Linked DNA regions of Ovis canadensis: regions 1 and 3 are each linked to region 2. A link is a contact called in public Hi-C data. All regions are on one chromosome and are shown on one strand. The core of a region is the stretch at or near the end of the contact, and the rest is flanking DNA. Distances in the headings are between cores, read along the strand shown. Region 1 holds the start of HOXC8 (homeobox C8). Region 2 holds the start of SMUG1 (single-strand-selective monofunctional uracil-DNA glycosylase 1). Region 3 holds the start of HOXC5 (homeobox C5).

What was found. Hi-C and Micro-C count contacts between places; a contact is called where the count stands out from the background.
Region 1: a contact with region 2 is called in a Hi-C map of fibroblasts, with 5 times the contacts expected there. The contact joins the promoter of HOXC8 here to the promoter of SMUG1 in region 2. A contact is called at or near these places in 2 of 2 Hi-C or Micro-C datasets (fibroblasts and lung).
Region 3: a Hi-C map of fibroblasts shows a contact between it and region 2, with 6 times the contacts expected there. The contact joins the promoter of HOXC5 here to the promoter of SMUG1 in region 2. A contact is called at or near these places in 2 of 2 Hi-C or Micro-C datasets (fibroblasts and lung).

Annotation. Positions count from the first base shown.
Region 1 is chr3:138,200,111-138,203,609 of ARS-UI_OviCan_v2, forward strand. It overlaps HOXC8 (homeobox C8), which reads right to left and starts at 1,397. Exons shown (of 2, transcript XM_069580699.1): 1 at 479-1,397. The coding sequence starts at 914. All of the region lies in intron 1 of HOXC4 (homeobox C4), which reads right to left. The region is part of intron 1 of HOXC6 (homeobox C6); the gene reads right to left.
Region 2 is chr3:138,032,620-138,035,771 of ARS-UI_OviCan_v2, forward strand. SMUG1 (single-strand-selective monofunctional uracil-DNA glycosylase 1) reads left to right here and starts at 1,418. Exons shown (of 3, transcript XM_069580690.1): 1 at 1,418-1,492.
Region 3 is chr3:138,176,294-138,179,391 of ARS-UI_OviCan_v2, forward strand. It overlaps HOXC5 (homeobox C5), which reads right to left and starts at 1,528. Exons shown (of 2, transcript XM_069580708.1): 1 at 762-1,528; 2 at 1-63. The coding sequence starts at 1,215. All of the region lies in intron 1 of HOXC4 (homeobox C4), which reads right to left.

The DNA.
Region 1 (3,499 bases), core at 147-2,646, 170 kb after region 2:
GGGGAGGGAAGCAGGGGTCTTCATCCCAAGACAGCCTGGCCACTGTCCTGGACTGGGGCTCTCTGCCTTATGGAGAAACTGGCTTGTTCCAAAGGCTGATAACCTCAGGGTCCCCTGCTCCTTCCCAGCCACCTCCCCAACTTTGACTAGAGACGGTGAGAGAAACAGACAGAGAAAGAGGAAAGAGAGAGACTGACTGACTGACAAGAGGTGGAGAAACCGTTTTTTTTAACCCTTTGCACCCAGATACCACCTCTCCCCCCACTTTTACCCCAATCCCCCAAATCTCCGAGACAAACCCGGTGCCCCACCCCCAGCTGAACCTCCCAACCTCCAGAAACCCACTCAGGCCCGGGGGTGGGGCCCGAGACAGCCCCAAGCCAAGAGGGAAAGCGAGGGCAGACAAAAAGGAGGCGAGGGAGGGGGGGAAGACCCCGGAGCGCGGGAGACCAAGGGGGAAAGAGAAAAGGCTTCTCACCGTGGGGTCTCATCCATGGAAACATGAGGCTGGGAGACGAGTTTTGATTTAAGTGGCCTTGTCCTTCGCTACTGTTAGTGTTGGCGGAGGATTTACAGTCGGGATATTGCACCACGCTCGCCTCTTGCTGAGCCCCATAAAGGGACTGTCTGGGGAGCGCCTCGTAGCCATAGAATTTGGAGGCGTCTCCGTGGCAGCTCAGCGAGCACGGGTTCTGCTGGTAGCCCGAGTTGGAGATGCCCGAGGTGCCGTGGTGGAAGAAGTCTTGGACGTGGTGCGAGGCGTGCTGGAAGCCGGGCGCCGAGCCGCCGGGCCCGTACACCAGCGCATGGCTCCGGCCCACGCTCTGCGGGAAGCGGCAGTCGTAATAGGCCGGCTCCAGGGACTCGCCGCCTTTGTACTTGGAGAACAGGGGGTTGACGAAGTAGGAGCTCATGCTGGGCACATGAAAACCCGCCGCCCCCTCCCCTCTGGCTCCCGACTCCCCCGCCCGGGACCCCCGAAACTGCCCTCCCCCCGGGAGCGATCCCCAGGCCGGCCGGCTCCCCGGGGCGGCGGGCCGGGCTGGGCAGGTGGGGGGCGCCTGGGTGCCGGCGGCCGGCGGGGCGGCGCAGCTCCCGGGCTGGGCGCGGGCGGCGGCGGGCAAGCGGGCGGCGGCGGCGGCGGCGGCTCTCTTCACTGTCGGTAGGTAGAGCTCGCGCTCTCGCACTTAGCTCTTTCCTTTAACAGCCCAGGCGAATTCCTCAGACTCCCGGCGGTGGCGGCGCTTACACGCGATTCGCGTTCATCAATCCACGACATGAAGACAGGCGAGAGGGAGAGAGAGAGAGGGAGAGAGAGAGGGAGAGAGAGAGAGAGAGAGAGAGAAGGAAGGGAGGGATGGCGGGCGGGGGATAGAGGGGTTCAGGGCTGGGGGGACCTGGAAGAAGGGGAGGGGAGGAAGGGGGAGGGATGGGGGTGTGGTATGTGGGGGGTGGTGGTGAGCCAGCCCCAGCTAATGGCTGGGGCCAGCTTTTCCAAGGTGCGCATTCAGATTTGAAGGTGCCTCTCCTCCCTTCTCGTTTCCTTCCTCTCAGAGAGAGAGGTACCTGAGCCGGCAGGTCAACTCAGGTTACCTCAACAGGTATAAGACCCCCGAGGGGGCTGAATGCCAACCAGAGAGAGCGGTCCCCTAACAACCAAAGGTGGGTTCCCCAGGGGGTCCTTAAGTCTGGGGACTTTAGAAGGAAAAGCACATCTTATCCCCAGACACTTCAGCTATCAGAACCCTCTTGCCCCTATCCAGCTGCCCTGTCCTCCCTAGATTCTTAAGATGCCTTGTCAGCTGGCTGTGGGTAGTAGAGAGGGCCAGAGGCAAGGACACTCCACATACCCAGTCAGGGCTGCACTGCCCCTTCAGACACTAGCTCATGCCTCAGGCAGGAAGCCCGGGCAATGGCCACGAGCTTGCTGGAGGCTCTGAGAGCAAAGCCGCTGGTGGGAACAGAGGAGAGGGCAGCTGTGGTTCTCTGGCTTCTGGCTGGGCTGATCCAGGAGGTTGCTTCTTAGGAGACCCCTTGTATCTGGGTTGGAGGAGTCTAAAGCAGGCCTCTTACTTGTCCCCACATACCCTAACCCCATAGGAAATGCCAGTTTGGCCTGGAGGGGCCTCCTGGCTTCACTGCATCCGCGCCCCCGCCCCAACTCCCCCAGGCAGGCTGCCCAGGCCAGGATGTGGATGGGAACTGTCAACAGACACTCTTTAAATATTTACCCACTCTTCTCTGGGGGGTTTCCCCCATCCCCAAGACTGGGTAAATTCAAGTTAATGCTAATGGATAAAAGACCCTTATCCCATCAGCACCCTTCTCAGGCCATAAACATGTACAGTTACATGGACTGAACACAGGCAGAGAGAAAAGGGAGAAAGAGAGCTGTGGACACGTGTGCTCTGTGCAGGTGAATGAAGAAGAAGAATGATTTTTCTGGTCCTCCCCCTCCACAGTATGTAAGAGCAATACGGGGCCATACTCAGGATCCACACATATTGTATATGCTCTCTTCCACCACAAACAACATCAAACGCACACCCACTCAACTATCAGAAAGCACCTCTGACACTTCACAGACGCTGTGCACACTTGTGCACACCCAGACATATATGAAAATAAGACCTGATAAACACACATGCATCTTTCTCTCTTTGCATCATAAAAAAGAAAAATGCTACCTATTTTCCTTCCACATTTTGGAGTTTCAGGGTTGGATGAGGAAGGAGGCAGTTAGAAAATCAGATCTTTTTCTTCGCTATCCATCCGGAGCCCAGCTCTAGGGATGAAGGAAGAAATAAAAGTGCAGGGGAGGACGATGCAGAGAGAATGAGTCTCCCCCTTCTGTATCTAAATAGTTGCTGGGGAAATAGTCACTCTCAGCCACATTCCCAAAGGAGAACCACTGGGGCCCCAGCAAGAGATCAGGATACCCTGAATTTGGAGGAATCCACCCCCATTTGAGTGAGGTGGAGACTGCTCCAACTCTGTGACACCACACCCATAACTCTGACCCTGGAGCCACAGGAGGGCAGGGTCAGAGGGCCATGCCAGGGCTGCAGGGTCCAGGGCAGTGGGGGACATGACAGAGATTTCCTCCACTACCAGAGCACGCTGCAGCCTTGGTTCAGCCTCTGCCTTCTCTGGGCCTGCTCTGTAGGTTCTAAACTGACAGACTCTGGACTCTCAGCTTCTAGGTCACTGGGGACTGTCATAAATACTTTCCCTTTCCCTCCTGGAAAGCAGAGGCTGAGCAGGCCATATCCGCTCTGGGGCCTGCGCCTTATCTTTTAGGGGGTGGGGGGATATCTCAACATTTTATGGGCCAGTGAAAATCCTGCCACAGAGCTATCCTTCCGGGCCTTTGTGTCTTGGAATGCAACTGTCCAGAGTGTGCTTCATGCATCGCCTGCTTTGAGAGCCCACCAGTCCCCAAAGCCCCGACTGGACTTGATTTCCCCTTTCAAGGGTCCCTCGCCTTTTCTCTCTTTAG
Region 2 (3,152 bases), core at 168-2,667:
AGTCATAACCACTGGACCATCAGGGAATTCCCTCCTAGAATTCTTAGGTAATAAGATAATGCCACCAGCATGGTTCCCCTCTCTGCCTAATTTTTGTTTAGAAACACAGAAACATGTAGATCTACTGAGACAGAGACGCCTGAGTGAAGAGCCAGTCAGAAGGTCAGGATACTCTTATTTCACTCATTCCAGAGAAAAAAGCAGAAACAGGGAGACAGATGTACACAGAAGGAGAGAGAGACTATACAAGAGACTAGGGATAGAGATACATATACATAGGCAGAGAGAGTCAAAGACACAGAGAAGGAGAGAATCCGGCACAAATGAAACCTCAGGAAATAATGGACTTTGTTGAAGGGGATGATTAATTCAGTTTCCGAAGTCTTACAAGGGTTGGGGTGGTTTCTCATCTGTGGTTCAGAGGGTCACTACTCAGTTCCCTGAAGCTCCTGCTGCACCCTTTAAGTTTTTGTCTGTTGGTAGGAGAGCAGGGGAGGCTAGAGAAGGGGGTCGCATCCTTGTTCTCTCACCTCTTCCTCTTCTGGGATTCACTGGTCTCCACCTGCAGGGAGACTGCTTTCCTCTGGTCTCAGTCATACCTGTGCTGGGGTATTCAGGAGGTGGGGATGAGAAGAATCTACCAGATAAGTGACCTTATGGGGTTTCCAGTCTAATGACAATATTATAGTCAGGACACAGACACAGATCCAGCCACAGGACAAGAACAGAGCTAGGAGTGGGACAGCTTTGGACATTAGTATTGGGTTGGGACGGTGGGAGTGAATGAACTGTTAGATGCAGCCATAGAATCTGTCAAGAAAGGTGTCCTGGACAGAGTATTCCAGAGGTAGGACTGGGAAGGATGGAAGGTAATAGGGCTGGGTAGACAGCAGGGCCGAGGAGGGAGAGAAGTGAAATGGTAAAGCTGTGGAGACGGGCTTGGACAGTAATGTGGGATGGAAGAGTCTCAAAGTTATTACTAAGGAGTTTAGCTAGAGATGCCAGAAGTGCTTTCGTGGGTGTCCTACATACAGTCCTTGGAGGGCTGCATAGGAGAGGTCTCTTATATCTGGAGCAGCAGGAGGGCTAGAAATAGTCTGTAGCCATTGTTAATACCCTCAGGTGAGTTAAGAGACTGCAGATAGTTGAAGCTCCCTGATTCACAATCCCTTTGAGGAAAGTGTATGAACTTTTGGAAAGGTGATGCCTTTTACAGCTAAAGCCCAGGATCTTCAAGGTCCTTACAGAACGTAGCTTCTCACTTCTCAAGTCGTCTGGATTTAGCCCTGGTGTAAAGAATAAACTACAACCCCCAGAGTTACTTACTGCCAACTTAGCACACTTTCCGGGAATTTGAGTATTTCCGGCGGAAGTGGCCGCAGCTATGCCAATCTCTTTCCCTAAACAAAGTGGACTACAACTCCCACAGTCCTCCGCGCCCGGCGGGAGGGGTGGGAAAAGGAACCGGAAACCGGATGGGGCGCTGGACCAGGTGAGGAAGTTGGAGTCTGGGAACCTGGGGCGCTGGGGGGCGGGCTAGGGGCTCCCCGGGCTAGCTGGAGGTGACAGGCGGGGAGTGGAAATGTCTGTGTTTCGGGCCCCCTCTCTCCGTCAGGGGCTCGCCCGGCGCAGAGAAAGCCGAGCCCATGGAACCGCCCCGGAGACCTGCTGAGACGAGGCTTTCCCGTCGGGCGGAGCCCGCGGGCGGACGTGGAGGTTTCTTGTGGATCCTTACTTGTCAGCCCCCTCGAACTAGGAGGGGAGATGAAGTGTTGGGAACTTCTCAGTCCATGCTCTATTAGTATTATTGTTATCATTATTGGTTTTAAGGATTTGCTGATTGTCCATGTGGATTCCTAAAGTGCCCCCAAGGGACACGGGAGTGGACAGTGTCTTGGATTCCTTCTGCCTTTACTGAGTTTAGTGCCAGAGAGCCTAGGTGGCCAGACTTATCGGTGGATCACCCTCCACTTGTGCTTAATGTGACACTGTAATTTATCAGTGATTTCAGAAACCGACATTTCTTGCTCTCTGTCCCTGGGTGACTTTACATAGAATTTCCTGGTTTCTCCTTTGGGCTTCCAAGGTGTTTTCTTCAGGACATTAAAGCTGGAATCACAGTATGTCACAGTGTATTACAGTTGTTTATGTGCCATGTCACAGTCGTTTGTGAGTTGTTTGTTCATTTTGGATTTCTTCCCCACCAAAAGACTACCACAATGCCTGTCATGTAAGAGACTCATAAATATTGGGGGGAAAAATGAGTTAACAGCTGGTGGTAGGTTGGATGGGAATTTTGATTTTCATCTCATAGAGAAGACAGTTAAATGACTTGCTTAGGAGAACCTTAGAGATGAAACCGGGACTAGAATTATAGTCAGTTGACACATAGCCTGTAGCTCTTGCCTTCTGATCAGGCTTTGAAATTCTAGAACATTGAAAATAAGGCCTTGTCACTCTTCTGTGTATTCCTGGCCTTGCTGTCTTCAGGATGGGTCCCTAAAGATCAAAGGTAGGCTCAACCTTAAGACCTGAAAGAGATGCCAGACTTGGAGCAGGCAGTCTGCTAATGTTGGCACTGTATGGGGAGATGCAAAGGAAGGGCCCCGGAGCCAACGGAGTTCTCCACAGCGCCCTTCTCAGCCTTTGTTTGAGTCCAGCTGGCCCGGGTAGCCACCCGGACAGATCGGTTAAAGAGTTCTGAGAGCAGTCTAGGGAAGGATTTCCTAAGTTTAGCCCTGACTTTTAAAATTTTTATATTATATTGGAGCATAGTTAAGATGTTTTTTCTCTCTCTTTCCCACTCTCCCAAGGCTAGGGTCAGAGAACAGGTTGATGGATCAAGCTGTTGTGTCAACCTTGTGGTCCCACCTGGGGGAAGAGGTTACTCTTGACCTGCATATGGGGTTGAGAGGGAGAAGAACCATGATCCCTGCCCTGTGGGAGGCCCAGATGTGATGGAAACGTGCCCAGAGCCTGGCAAGCTCTCAAGCAAGCAGAGTGCAAAACGTGCAGCTGGGCCTTGAGTCAACTCGGTGTAGAAGTGGAGAGGAGTCTGTCAGGAAAGGCTCTTTGGTAGAAGGTAGTTTTGTTTTTACTTATTTATATTGGCTGTGCCACGTGGCTTGCGAGATCTCCGTTCCCTAATCAGG
Region 3 (3,098 bases), core at 278-2,777, 140 kb after region 2:
CTTTTTCTAGTTCCAGAGTCTGGTAGCGCGTGTAACTGGTTCGGGACCGCTTGCCGTCCGTCTCTGGAATATAAACCCCCCCAAGCCAGGAAGGGGTGAATAGCGTGCAGCACCCCAGCGTCCCCATCCCAGCCCCAGGCCCCCACCCGCGGCCAGAGGGAGAAGACGCGACCGGGGCCGGACAGGCCCGGCGGGCCGCAGGCGGGCCCGGCCCAGCCCAGCCTGGCCCCGGGAGAGGAGCCTCCGCCCAGGCAGGAAACTTTCCGCCGCAGCCTTCACTCAGCAGCCGGAGGGGCTGGGGGTGGGGGGAGAGGGAGACCCAGGCTCGGACCGAACAATAAGCACCCTCGAGATCCGAGCACCGGGGACCCCCCTCCCGCCCCTCCCGAGTCGCTGGAATCCTCCAGAGCCGCAAGCGGCGGCCGAGCCGGCTCCGCAGGGGAGGGAGGAGGGACCGCGGGGGGATCCCCGCTCTGGAGCCCCGCGCTCCTCACCCTTCAGATCCCTCTATTTTTTTAACTCCCTCCCTCTCCCCCAAAAATTGAATATTGCCTTTTATACACGTTTTGTTCCTATGATCCAATTATGTCGTCGTAAATTTGGGCGCACACAGCCTCTAAGCCTTTTAGTGGACAGTTTTACGAGCCATTGATGCCTGGATCGTAAAATTTATGGCCGCAGGTTTTTTTTCTTTATTTGCCCCGCATGGCCTATAAAACCCAGGCGGACCCGAGCGCGCAAAATGAAGTCCTAAAGTTTACCGTGGCTCATGTGCAGTTTGGTCATCCACGGGTAAATCTGTGGCGCGGCCGGTGGCTGGCTCAGTCCGGCAGGCTGCCCTGTCTGCGCCTGCTCCTCTTTGATCTCCCCACTGCTCTTAGCTCGCTCCTCCAGCGCTGGGCGAGCCGCCTTCTGACTGTACATCCCGGGGTTCAGAGGAGCCGCTTCATCTCTGCCCAGAGCGTGTCCCGGAGCGGCTGCGGCGCTGCAGGCGGGGCGGTCGGGGTGAGCCCGGGGGTTGGCAGCCATGTCTACCCCGTGGAGAGAGTTGGAAGGCGCAGGCGGTGGGAAAGTGATGCTTAAGTCCAATCCGCCGTAGCAGTACCTGGATGCCTGCACCTCTGAGGCCGATCCATAGTTCCCACAAGTTTGCATGTTATAGGCAGGGATATTGGGGCTCTGCTTATAGAATGAATTGGCTACGTAGGAGCTCATGGCGGGGAGGGCCCAAAAAAAATTTCTGCACCCTTTTTGATTAAGGGTGATTTGTGACTCTTTGAAGTTGAGGGGTTTTTTGTTCTCCAAAGTGCACAATTTATAGGTGGAGATATCTCTTTCTTTATCCTATGCGCTCTTCCCAAATAAGGGAGCCTTAAATAGAGTCACGTGACTCGAGCGGCCACTCATAAATTTGGCTTGATGACCTCCGGGAGGTTAGTGATGGAAGCCGGCGAAACGCATCTTGATATGTTGGCAAAGCCCAACCAAGGGGGAGAGGGAGTGAGAGAGAGAAAAAGAGAGAAGGGGGAGAAAAAAAAAATGGTTCTTGGAATTGGGGGGTAGCCGGGACAACAAGCCCACAGCGACACCTGGTGCCTACTTTCAGGAATTGCATCCTGGCTCGCTGGCTGGCCTTCAGGCCTCTCAGGATTTTTTACCCTGTAAAGGAGAAGCTGGGTGTTGCTGCAATAAACTCCTGAAATGGCCTTTTAAATTGTATTTAATTTTAACGGGAGATAAGGCTTCACCAGGACGCGCAGAGCGTTTTTTGATAACGGATAGCCCCATCCTCCACAACCCCAGGGAGTTTCAATGTTCAAAAATATCTGAGAAGGGGATTGAGGTAGGAGAGCCCCAGCCCAGACTGGAGGAGTCTTATCTCAGGTTCTCTAAATCAAGGGTCCAGGTCCTTTCCTTTGAGGTCCCGGAGCCCTGATACTGCTGAAGAGGTGCCTGTCAGGCTGAGAAAGTGAACCCAGCCTCTGGAGAGGTAGACAGGATGCCATGAGGAGTGGTCCTGGGTGGACAGAGCTAGATAGGGGGCTCCTGGGACTAAGATTGCTGGGGACTTTGGGGTGAGCCTGGAGGTAAGGAGCCAGGGGAAGATAGGTAGGCCTCCTCATCACACCAGGGACTCCAGAGTGACATCAAGGCAATTTTCAATTATGTGGGTGGGTGGGTGAGTGGCTAGCTGCGTAGGTAAAGAATCAGACATAATGAACTGGAGGACTGCTCTACATCCCTGTGTATGACCCTCGTGTGGTACCCATGCCAAGTATTTTGGATGGAAATATGTATGTTCATTGAGGGCATGGAGAAGCAAAATTCAAGCTTCCACAAATATTATATGAGCAGGGCAAAGGAAAAAGCCTGTTTTGTGCCCTTTGGGGAAAAGGCCTCTGAACCAGGCTTTCCAGGGACCTGGGTTCAGAAGGTCCAAGGGAGAGCAATTTCTGAGCTATCTGGAGGTCTCCCAAAGGACCTGGCTGGGGGCAGGGGGCTGGGGGTGGGCAGGGCAGGCGCCTGGGCCACCTTCACAGCCTGAGACCAAGGCCTCCGCAGCCATTCGGCCCCTTTCCGACCCCCTCCCCTAGCGCCAAGCCTTATTCTTTCCTGCCTGTCTCTCCCCAGGAAATCTCCGCCCCTGCCACGAGAAGCCCCCCTTCGGCCCCCCCGCTGGTGGAGGCGCTGGAGGGGGCGCTGGCGGGGATCTGGAAGGTCTGGAAAACTCTGGCGGATTTTTTTCCCTCCGGGAGAGACCCCCTCAATACCTCACCCCCTACATCCACTCAGGTTTCTCTGGCTGGGCTTAGGAAAGACGGCCTGAGCTGGGGAAGGGCTAGGGTCTGGCTGCGCTCCTCGCTGGCCTAGTTTGAGGGGAGAAGAAACAATAAGGAAAAGACGGGCTGGAGAAGTAAGGAAGAAGGAATTTGGTCCCGGCCACGTCAGGAGTCCCAGAGCAGGCGAGAGCTCAGTTTCCAGGCTTTCTTTTCCGAGATGTCCTTGAATCGTTCAGGCCCTGCAGAAGGGCTCAGATCCCGGCGGTCTGCTTTTTCCCCTCGGCTCTCCGCCTCCGCCACGTTTCGCAAGAATCCTGG